2 separate regions of the Sus scrofa genome follow, and region 2 is linked to region 1. The links are chromatin contacts, called in public HiChIP or PLAC-seq maps. All regions are on one chromosome and are shown on one strand. The core of a region is the stretch at or near the end of the contact, and the rest is flanking DNA. Distances in the headings are between cores, read along the strand shown. Region 1 overlaps FGGY (FGGY carbohydrate kinase domain-containing protein). Region 2 overlaps FGGY (FGGY carbohydrate kinase domain-containing protein).

Region 1 (5,783 bases), core at 2,957-5,456:
CCTGCATTGCTGTGGCTACGGTGTAGGCTGGCAGCTGTGGCTGTGATTCAGCCCCTAGCTTGGGAACTTCCATATGCCGCAGGTGCAGCCCTAAATAGCAAAAAAAAAAAAAAAAAAAAGATAAGTGATATCTGCATCATAGATATATTAGCTCATAATTTCTTTTGTAAGAACTAAACACATTAGTACATGTAAAGTAGAATAGTGTTTATTTAATGTTGGCTGTTGTTTGTTTAACCACTGTTGTGGTACAACAGATAAGGGAGCACCAAGGAAGGAGCATCATCCGTTGTCTTGAGGGCTAGGAACATCCTTCTGAGAAGGCAACACTTGAACTGGTCCAGAGAGGATCAGGTAGTGATAGAGGTGGAACCCCGGTTTGGGGGGCATGTGACCCCAGGCCTGCTCATCATCTTTGCAGTGGAGAACCTTCTCTGAAAGCAGAGAAAGGGGCATGGGCCTCAAGCCTGCACAAATCTCTCTCCATGTGCTCAGCACAATAAATATCAGTAATAACTGCTTGAGCTCAGTGGTGTTATGGCAGCTGCCTCCAAGTATGGGGGCGTGGAAGAGGGTGAGGGAGCTGAATCTGATGTGGGCAGAATCAGAGGAAATCAAGGGAGGCAGAAGAAAGCAGCCTTCTAAATCACCTTGCTACACTCAAGAGGATGCATCTCCTTGGCTTGCTAGCTCTGAAAAAGGACCTGGCGGCGCAAGGTATTTAATTTCTCTGAGCCTCAGTTCTATATTAACTGACCCCACTGTGTCCCTGCAAATATTCTGTGATTAAAAGCACACTTAGCCCAATGCCTGGCACACAGAAAAGGATTCCTGTACTTAATCCTTAGCAAAAGACCGGTGAAGTAGACGGTATCATGGTCCCACTTATAAAGCAGGAAATTGAGGCATCAGAATGCTGATAAGCTGGGCTAAGATCACACGGATGGTTAGTTCAGGGAGGGTGGCTTCAATTTAGCTGGTCTGACTCTAGGCCCATCTGCTGCTTCTCCCCTGCTGCCCACTGCCTCTTAGAGCACCAAGAGCTAGACTCTATGTTATATGCTAAAAATAAGGCAGATGTCACTTGATTATGTCCAGACCCCTCACTTGCTAGTGAGGAAGAGGTCCTTTCTCCTGATTGAGGGAATGATAGAACTGAGCCTACAGCCATGGTAGCCCTTTACCAGGTGGGGCCAGAGTCACTCACCAGGAATGTCAGCCCGCAGATGCAGTGGAAAAGCAGCTGCTTATACCGATCTTGGCAGTTTTCTTTGGGGAAGAAAATGATTTGTTTAGGAGTTTATCACTCATATTCCTCTTCCATAAAGGATTTGAGGAACCTTCTAATAGATGACTAAGCAGAATAAAGCTAAGTGAAATAAAACTCACAAGTTAAGCCCTGTAGAGAGTGAAGATACCTCTAGTCCTTAGACTAGAGGGTCCCCAAATATAGATGCCCTCAGGTGCCAGGTTGGTCCATAGAAACAAGCAGAGGGCAAGATGATTTCATCCTCTTCCAGACTGGAAGATGCACACCCTGCCTAAGGATGTTGAAATTCAGATTGTTTTAACCCTGCATTGGTGAGTGCCAGACCAAGAAGATTTCTGGGACAGCTTTGGCCTGTGGGTCTCTGACCCATAAATAAGGGGATTACTTTGAGCTTCCAGGCAGCCAACATAAAACTGGGAAATAGGTCAAGTCATATAGTATGCACAGAGTCAAAAGAGACCACATTTTCCCTGGTACCAAATTCTAAAATTGCCAGTCTTTTAAAAACAAACCTAGAAATCCTTCCATGGAACTTTGCAGAAGCAGCTGAAGAATACACTTCCTTGCTGAGTCCAGAGTAAGACATTGCAACTCGACTTCAGATTAAGAATTGCCTGGGTTTGTAACTTTCTGGAGCTGCTGCTTGGCCCCCAGAGGTAGAATTGAAAGTATCCAGCATGGGAGATGGATGGCATGTCCCTTACCACGCTTCTCTGAATGTTCCTTCCGCCGGCCAGCTTCACAAACAAAGCTGTGTCACTGACCTAGGAGTGTCTTAGAGGACCTCAGTACTAAAGCTTTTACCAGCCTGGCATCAGGGAAGTGCTAAAATGAAGCACCCATCAATCGAGAAGGGCAACAGATGTTGAAGCATATCAAATGTCAGTAAACAGCAGGCCTGCAGAGGCCACTGAACTTGGCATCCTCATAGCAAAAATACGCTGTTGCCTTCAAGAGGGAACGCCATGGACTATCACAAAATGCATTAAGTGATGTAGTTTGTTCTTGGTCTCTACTTTTTAAGGGCAAATTTAATGTTCACAGAGTGTTCTAGGCTTTCAGCCCTGGAAATGTAGGTCTTCAAGATATCCTCCCAGTAATTATGACAAATTTCATCTTCAGCTTATCTAGGACCCTCCCTTTTACTGCGAGCTGTATGATTCATATTATAAGTAATAAATAGGACTCAGATGTCACATAAATCTGGGTTCCAATCCTGAGTTCAGATGCTATAACTGTACATTAGTTCAATCCTTTTGACCTAAGCTGGTTTTCTCACTGTAAAAATGAGGCTATGAAGAGTGCGTGCCTCATGAGATTGTTGTGAAGATTAAATGAGATAATATATAGAAAGCATTTAGAACAGTGACTGGTATGATTAAACCTTCAGTGAGAGTTATACAAAATTAGAATGATATTTATGATGATACCTACCATTAGCAGCTGGCCATAAATCACACATTGTACTAGCACCTTGTATATGTTACTGAAAGATGGCTGGGCCACTCATTTGCCTGCTTGCTCTCCGATGGCTTGTTCACCCCTGTCCTGCTGTGTACTGCATTTCCCAGGCTCCCTTGCAGCTGGCCACTGAGTAAGTTTGGCCAATGGGAAATACTGATGGAAGATTGACATGCGGGAAGCAGGGAGAAGTCAGGTTGTTTCTTTCACTATAGCAGCTGCCCCATTCTGACCGCTCAGCCCTTCTTTGGTTTCACCTCCAGCCTGGCATCACCAGCCCCTGGCTCTGGTCCCTCCAATGCCTCCCATCATCTCTTGATCCCTAAGAGGAGTAGCAGCTTTTGGCCTTTGCTGATCTCTTCAGTTCCTTCAACATCATCTGCCCGGCTTTAGTTTCTTCTGTCTTCTATGAACAAATTTCCTGCACTCAGTTCTTGTTGAACGACCTAGAGTGGCTTCTCATCTCCTGACTGGATTCTGAGTAATAGAGTTGCTTTTAAATATTAAAAGAGAAGTCAATCCTTATGGTGAATCCATTCCCCCCTCCCATTGGAATGAGCTAGGCCAATGGGAGAAAGGGTGGCTGGTTACCATGGAGAGCAGTCCACTTTGACTAAGTGGCATGCAAAGGACGAAAATTGACCTAAGCAACTTTAGCGAATGCCCAGATCTGAGTAACCCCGCTCTGAGTTAGGCATTGGAGCCTGTAGCCATACGTAACTTACCACTTTCCGGAGGAGATCTGACTGGATTACAAGTCAGAGCTGGGCACAGTTCAAGGTAGTGTCTAGTCAAAAGGAATAGAAACTCCTCTTTCTTGAACCAGCACTCTGGACCATTCACCATACTATATATGTGATTATTCTCATCATGCAAGTGAGGATTTAGAGACTCAGAAAGGGCAAACAGTTTCCCTAAAGTCACACAGCTATTAAGTAATGGCATGAGGAATTGAAGTCTGTATGTCTCAGAGTTTATGTTTCTTGAAACATATCTCTTCCTCAAGGTTTCCAAATTTTCTTCCTGTTTCAAAGCAAATTACAAGAAAGCTGCATGTGTAACTCATATTGCTCTGGTCGCTTAGAAATTTCCTTGCAGAACCAACATTTAAAGTTTCTCATGTAGTTCTCATAATAAGTTTATGTTCGAAGTTTGTTATTTTCATTTTTACAAATGAGAAAACAGACTCAGAAAATTAAAAGAACGTACCCAAGGTCAGACTGGCTGTTAATATTCAAGCTGAATATTTGAATACAGGTTTTTCTGTCTGGTACAGAAAAATACACTGTTTTCTGTCTGGTACAGAAAATACACTGTTTCTACTGGTGACATCAAAGGATTGGATTTTAGGAGAGAGGGCCTAATGTTTTACAGGTTTAAAAAAAGAACAAGAGGAAAAACAAGGGCAGGTTCCCCACCTTCAAGGAGCTGACAGTCAGGCTAGAAGAATAAAAATGAAGCAACCTGAAACCAGAGAGTACCATTACATAAGCTGCTCCCTGGTAACAGCTACAAGCAAGAAAGAGAAGTGTGGTTTTGTATAAGACGGAGGGCTTGAAATGGAAATGCTAACTTAGGGAGAGCAGAGAAGCAGCAGGAAGTGGACTTTTCAGATAGTTGGTAATGAAAGCCGAAGAATAACACAGGCAAAAAAGATATCCACTCAAGTCCTAGGAAGGATCCCAACTGGGGAGTAACAATAGAAAGCTTAGTATGTAAGGGCCACACTTGATGGGGAGTAGGGATTGTCAGCTAGAAACAGATTGCTATAAACTGGATCAGGAGTCCTGGGAGCATCCTTTGCCCAACATCCCCTGACTCTTATCTATCTTTTTTTTTTTTTTTTTATGTAATAAGCTAATAGTCTCATTTTTAAAAAATGAACAACATTAAGTGCTTCTTAAATGATAACACTGCTTCCTGCTGAAGAAAAAAAGCCTGTAAATTATTTCAAGCCTGGGAGTAACAGCAAAGATTTATTATGTATCTCCAACAGTTTTGAAGACTCCCTGAAATTGAAAGGGAACACTTTAAATGCCCCTAGGAAGTTATCCTGTTTCACCAGAGTGCCTTTGTGTAGAGTGTTACATGTTTGGGGACATGGGGACTGACAAGGCACCTTCTGAGACAAGGCCGCTGAGATGGGAAGCCAGCAACTGCTTCACCCCACCTCACAATTGACCTCCCTTCCCCTCCCCCTCCCCCTCAGCTGACACTTTGGCCAGAGGAGCCTGGGTGTTGGATGGAGTTGATCAGACTGAAACTCCTACCAAGTTGGCCATGTCACTTTCAGCTGTCGGCATCTCTGATGAGGAGGGATCCGGACAGGCCAGGCTGGTTCAGATAACTGGATGACAGCAGTTGTTTTCACCCTAGGAAGCGGACTAACGGCTACAGACAGAAATCGATGGAGGAGAAAATTACAGACAATCCTAAAGCGGAGATTCGAGCAAGTGCTTAGACGATGAGGAAGCCGCTAGCTTTAGTGAATCTGGCATATTGTGGTGTGGTGGGGACTGGGACCCTTCTCTTCAAGGGGCTCCTGAAACGATAACAGAGGGTAGTCAGGAAGTGTCAGCAGTCATTGTGTGTATGACTATGGATTAACTCACTTAATCCTCACAAAAATCCCATGAGGTCCTGATCTGTCTTGTGCTTTGCAGATAAGGAGGCCTTTACAGATAAGGAGGCCAAATCACAAAGAGGTTAAGTACTTTCCCAAGGTTAGCTAGCTAGTAAGATACACTCCTGCCATGTTTTGAGCCTGTGGACTGCTCACTGGAATAATACTGGAACCCATCTGTAAAGCTGCCTTGGGATACTCCTCACAGTGGGCCCACGTCTACACGCACCCCCTCACCACTGCTTCTCTGCAGTGCTGCCCTAGGGTGTTTCAGTGTCGGCTTACCCCACCTGGGGGTGAGCTTCCGGGAAGGATCCCAGTCTCCCTTATCCGTAACTGGTAGCAGGTATGGCATGAGCAGGTGTTGTATTACCATGGAGGTGAAGTTGGCAGAGATTGCATATTCCCCCTGAGCTGCCTGAGAAGGCT
Region 2 (5,568 bases), core at 2,258-4,757, 190 kb before region 1:
CAAGCTGGGATCTGAGCCATGTCTGTGACCTACACCATAGCTCACAGCAATGCCAGATCCTTAACCCACTGAGTGAGGCCAGGGATCAAACCGCATCCTCATGGATACTACTTGGTTTCATTACCACTAAGTCATGATAGAAACTCCCTGGAGGGCTTTCTTAAAAAACTGAATGGCAGACTCCCTTTGGAGTTTCCAGTTCAGAAGACGTGGAATGGGGCTCCGGCACTGGCATGTCCAGCAAGTTCCCAGGCGATGGTCTCCAGCTGCACTTTGAGGCTTCTTGGAATAGATGATTTCTCAGATTTCCCTCGGCTGTTGCCTCCTGAGGGGTCAGTGACCTGGCTCGCTTCCGCTTCTTCATCTTCTGCATTGGTAGATGATCAGAAATCCCGCTGCTACTTGTAGTGACTTCCCAGTAGCTTTGGCCAAGTTTTGATAATGATCCAAGAAAAGTCTTAGGATGACATGGAGAGAAATATTGATGAAAATCACTCCTTCATGTATTATTCATTTATTAATTTTTCAACCAATATTTATTGGGTATTCCATGTGCCAAGCATTGTTGTACAAGGTACTAGAGATAGAGAATGATGAAGATACACCTGGCCCCTGCCTCAGATGTACACATAGATAATGGGAAAAAAAAAACAGATTTTTAATTTATTGTTGTTACTGGAAAGGATGGGCAGGCCCCATGAGGATAAATAGTCTTCTCCAGAATTTGCAATGATCACGTCAAACTTTACCCAAATAGCCTTACTTTTTACTGTTCTCTTTAAGTCATAAATTGTTTTTTTCCTTTTTATCTAGTTTGATGTTCGTTCTTTGTTTTTTGAAGTATTTCTACTGTACCAACGCACTAAGTGGCATTTTCATTTCATTTTTGCCAACCTAAACATTGGCTTCCTGTCCTAGTTGAAACCTTGGCTTTGTTCAAAATTTGCATTTTCATTTTTAGCAGATAGTGACAGTTTCAATCAACAGCAAGAGCAGGAACCCTTGTCTAAAGCAATTTCCTCAGTATTATTACAACTTCAATGAAATTAGGAGTCCTAGGGAGAGGAATTCAAATAGTCATCACTCTCACCCATACCTCCAGCGATTTGGCTTTTATAAAGAATCAAAGTTGAAGGATGCAGGGTTCTCGAAGGGAGGATGTATAGGATAAAAAAAGAAGGAAAGGGAACAGTGTCCTGATAAGGGTTATCATTTGTTGAGTGTGTATTATGTGCCAGGAACTGTTGCCAAGCACTTACATGAATTAAACTTTGACACACCAGTGAGGTACACATATTATTGTTATCTCGCTTTGCAGAAATGGAAATCGTGGTTCGCAGAGATTACATAACTGCCCCCAAAGTCTTCTAGTTATTTGGTGGAGGAGCAGAGATTCAAAACCAGGCCTCTCTGACTCCAAAAGCTCATGCTTTTTACCAGTAAATTACATCCCCAGTCATTTCAATCCATGCATTTTTCATTTGGCTTCCTGGTTTTCTGACTCATCTCACTGAACGTGGCCAGATCCGATGTATCTTCTGCACTCTGCCTTGTATCCTTGCTTCCTGCCCTTTTTTCTAGCTCAGTGAACCTGCTCCATCATCTTTCTTTCCATTGGTCTTGAAGCAACAGCTTCTTACAGATTGTCTCTGGGATACAGTAGAAGTCTAATAGGCTTGCCAGCGAGTAAAAGTGCATTTGTTCAGGACTATAATGTTTATTTGAAAGGGATGTTCAATCACAGATTTGACTTTTTTATGAGCCTCATCTATATCCTTAGGATTGGAAAAATGCTTCAGTAAGTAATGCCTCCATGAAGATTCACTATCACATGCATTATTTTTAAAGACTTGGCAATAAAAAGCACACAAATTATTGATAATACATAATTAATATGAAGTAAATAATATGTGTTTTAAAATAAAGTTCACCACAATAGTGATGAGAATACAGGCTTTTATCTTTTGTAAGTCAAAAACTTGATGAAGAATGTGTATCAATCAGGAATATGCAAACACTTTAATCTGGGGGTTCAGTTTTTCTCTTTTTATTGGTGAAGACATGATTCTACTCCTCAAAAGAAAGAGTTAGTGGTTTTATTTTTTTAAGCTCACTAAGATGGTTCAAAAAGTCTTGGCTAGCAAACACCTTTTTAAAAAATCAATTTTTCAATAATTTAGAGTGAATCAGACCCTTAGAGTTACATTTCCCTTAAGGGAGATATGCTTTCAAAATAATTAAAGTCGAGGCAGCTTTATAGATCTTGAGAAAATGTGCTCAGAAAAAATGTCCTTTGATTTCTTATGAACCCCAAAGCTTCAATAAAAAACTGGACAATACTGAGGTCGACTTCATAGCTTCATCACTAGCTAGTGGTACAGAGACGGCTCCATGCCCACCTAATTTTTATATCTTTTTCCTTTCTTTAACAAAATTCAGACTTTTAGCTGGATATAGGGCTCTTTAAAGACTATATTTCCTGGCTTCCCATGCAGCTATATATGTTCGTCTAAGTTTAAGTCAGTGAGATGCTGGCAGAAGTGTTCTGTATTCCCGAGAGGTCTCCTTTAAAGCAGGATAAGGGGACTGTCTAAAAGGGTATCCTTCCTGTCTACCTGAATCAGGTATGCTGACTGAAGTTCTTGTGCCCATTTTAGACAAGGAAGACAAGAGCCATTCCACAGGGTTGGCAGAAATAGGAGTTTTTGTGGTGCTACCATAAGTGCCTTGGATTTTCTATCTTTGGGCTTCTTTTACCAAACAAATTTATTTCTGTTGTTTCTTTTTTACGTCACTATTTTGTGGGTTTATAGCTGAATTTAATCATAACTAATAGAAAATAGTGACTCATCAAGTTTGGAAAAACAGCAAGAATATTAACATCAGGTGACATTATCGAGCACCTTCTGTATGCTGGGAACTCTTCTGAGAGCTTTATTTGTAACAGCTCATGTAATGCACTCAACAGTCTTCTTGTTTTACAGATGATGCAACAGAGGCATGGAAAGGTTATATAACTTGCCCTGGGTCACACAACCAAGGCAAGAGTTGAAACCAGTCAATCTAGTTCTAGAACTTTCTCTCAACCACTGTGGGAAAGTGACTTGACAACATTTCAAAAGCAAGCAAACAGTGGACTCCGATCTAGCTTTTCCCCGTTTAGAGACTTATCCCCTCCACCTGACTTGGTCGCTGATAATGTGTCCTCTGTCACTTCACTTAACACCCCCTGCACCTCAGGCTCTCCACCAATAAGAGGCATATGACAACACCTCCCCAAATGTATTGGGCATCTACTTTGAGCCTGGCACTCTGCCAGGTATGTGGATATGTTAGTGACAGCCTTGCCCAAAAGGAGTGCACAGACTGGGCAAAGAATTGAGACCCGAACCTTTGAGAAAAGCTGGAGAATAAGGGAAATGCAGAACACCACCATGCCCAGGAGAGTTTTCTGTGCTGGGCACATAGTAGACAACCCGTGAATGTTTCTGGAACGGAAGTGACAGCCCATGACTAAGTGCCATATAAGCTGGAAGACATGAATGGTGTGACTCAAAGGGAAAGAGCTTCCTTTGGGGTTCAGAGAGCTCGGGGAGCAAGGCGCTTACTAAAGGTAGGTTCTGGGTTAATGTTGGTGGAGTCAGTAAGTGAAGGAGGCTTACAGATTTGGTAAATTTGGGTTGATGATAAGTCGAGTAGGCTCCTCCCTCCTTCCTGTTCTTTCTGTCCCAGGTTTAGTTCCTTAAACAGAGTCCATGCTTGCCTGCTTTAGGACCTATACCAATACTTTTCTCTCCACCAGCCATGCTTCCTGGCTTCTCTTCCTCGATAAGTTCTGCTACTCAGCCTTCTAGACTCAATGACCTACAGGGAGGCTCTCCTGAGTAGACCAGATCACTCTTACATTCCCCAAGGGGTGGTGGAACCCATCCCAGTGGAAGACTTGATTCTAAAGTCAGGACATATTGTGAGAGTTTTTTCAGCCAGATGTATCCTTCAGAATCCCTTAGGAAGCAAGCTCCAAAGTGGAAACTGACCGACCAGCACAGGCAATTATTCCAATATTTATTTATTTATTTTTCTTTCTTTGGTATACTGACCTATTTTAGGGCCTAGGTTTATGAAGAAATTAGATCACATTCAGCCAAGCAGTTTATGCACTTCAAGGGCATTAGGTAAGTAGACCATGATACGAATGGCACCCCCGAAAGTTGTTCAGTGCTTGCAGAACTGTATGCAGTGGGCTGGTTAGAGTCCTGTGTAGCAAAAGAAGATACACTGAGAAAATCAGAGCTGAAGCCAACCCAGGGAAGAGTTTATTTACATCCCACTCCAGGGCTGGGTTCCCTGAGTGCCATGGTGAAGTAAACCACCTGCATTATTTATATTGTTTAATTTCTCTCTGCATCTCTCATTTGCTTCCTGAATCCTGTGTACAGTTGAATTTGTGTGTCATATCTATGCAAACCACAAATCTGTTGCACTTCCTCTTATAACACTCATTACATTTGAATTTTTCATGGATTGTTAGTAATTATGGGTTTTATTTTCCTACTACATTATACATTCCACGAGGGCAGGAACATGTCCACCTGCAGTGGCCTCAGCACAAGCGCAGTACCTGGTGTAGGTTTTTCAGGCAGTTCCACGCCAAACATTGATGTGGCTTTCCACTCTCCAGCCTTCAAGAAGATCTGTTGAACTTTTTTCTCAGTTCCTCAGAGCTTAGATCTGTAGCTACTGAGGCTCTCAGTTAAGCCTGGGGGAGATAAAACCTGCCTGGGCTGGTGCTGCTCTAATGCTCCAGAAACTCCTGGAGCTGATAATTATCCAGAGACACTTGATACATGAAGGGTTTAAGGAGCTTTGGACCACCTTGGCTCATTATCACCTCATTAAGCCCTCCCACCTCTAAATGGTCTTCTCACCATTCCCACTGCCATCCCCAGGCTCCTCCCCAGCCTGACTTTGACTGAGGCCCTTTCACAAGTGAACTTCACAGAAATGTGATCTTGAGCCTGTGTCAGTGTTGGTTTCTGAAAAGGCTATCTAGTAACACCCGCATTACCTTCTCCTTTTTTAATGTTTTTCTTTTATTTTGAACAAAGTAAACCAGAGAAAGGTTAGAAAGAAAATGAAAGCAGAGAACAGTGTCCTCACCTTAATACCCCAATAGAATTTTAACCAACTTTGCCTTTTGGGGATAATTTGACACAATGGAAACCCTGATTTAATACTAGTTTGTGACTTGCAGTTTTTCAAGTAATACTGTTACATGCTCATATTTCCATTTTCCCAATATGCTCTTTATAAGCATAATTTTAATTATAGCATAATGTTTCATCTTGTAATACTTTTACCCCTTGTGTCAAGGTTGAACACATAAATGTTTCCATGTTTTTCCCTCTAGAATATACGTATTTTAAAAACACTACAAGGAAACTGTTTATTTTGTGCATTTTATAAATTGTTAGGTATAATTGTTAGAATTAGTAGGTAAAAATTAAATTCTTTAATCTTTTAAAATTTTAAGTTATACCTAATGCATATTTAGTGTAGAAAACTTGG

Evidence for each region. HiChIP or PLAC-seq counts read pairs in DNA pulled down with a chosen protein or histone mark.
Region 2: an H3K27ac HiChIP or PLAC-seq map of alveolar macrophages shows a contact between it and region 1. The contact joins two enhancer-like sites. A contact is called at or near these places in 2 of 2 datasets of contacts at active chromatin or transcription factors (alveolar macrophages and skeletal muscle).

Annotation. Positions count from the first base shown.
Region 1 is chr6:152,830,789-152,836,571 of Sscrofa11.1, reverse strand. The region is part of intron 14 of FGGY (FGGY carbohydrate kinase domain-containing protein); the gene reads left to right. Among named protein-coding and RNA genes, the nearest start is that of HOOK1, 120 kb to the right of the region's middle. Within about 2 kb of position 4,206, at least 15 of the 83 cell types and tissues checked have an H3K27ac peak or open chromatin away from gene starts, as enhancers often do. A contact at or near this core is called in alveolar macrophages, where this site is marked.
Region 2 is chr6:153,017,105-153,022,672 of Sscrofa11.1, reverse strand. The region is part of intron 6 of FGGY (FGGY carbohydrate kinase domain-containing protein); the gene reads left to right. Among named protein-coding and RNA genes, the nearest start is that of FGGY, 190 kb to the left of the region's middle. Within about 2 kb of position 3,507, at least 2 of the 83 cell types and tissues checked have an H3K27ac peak or open chromatin away from gene starts, as enhancers often do. A contact at or near this core is called in alveolar macrophages, where this site is marked.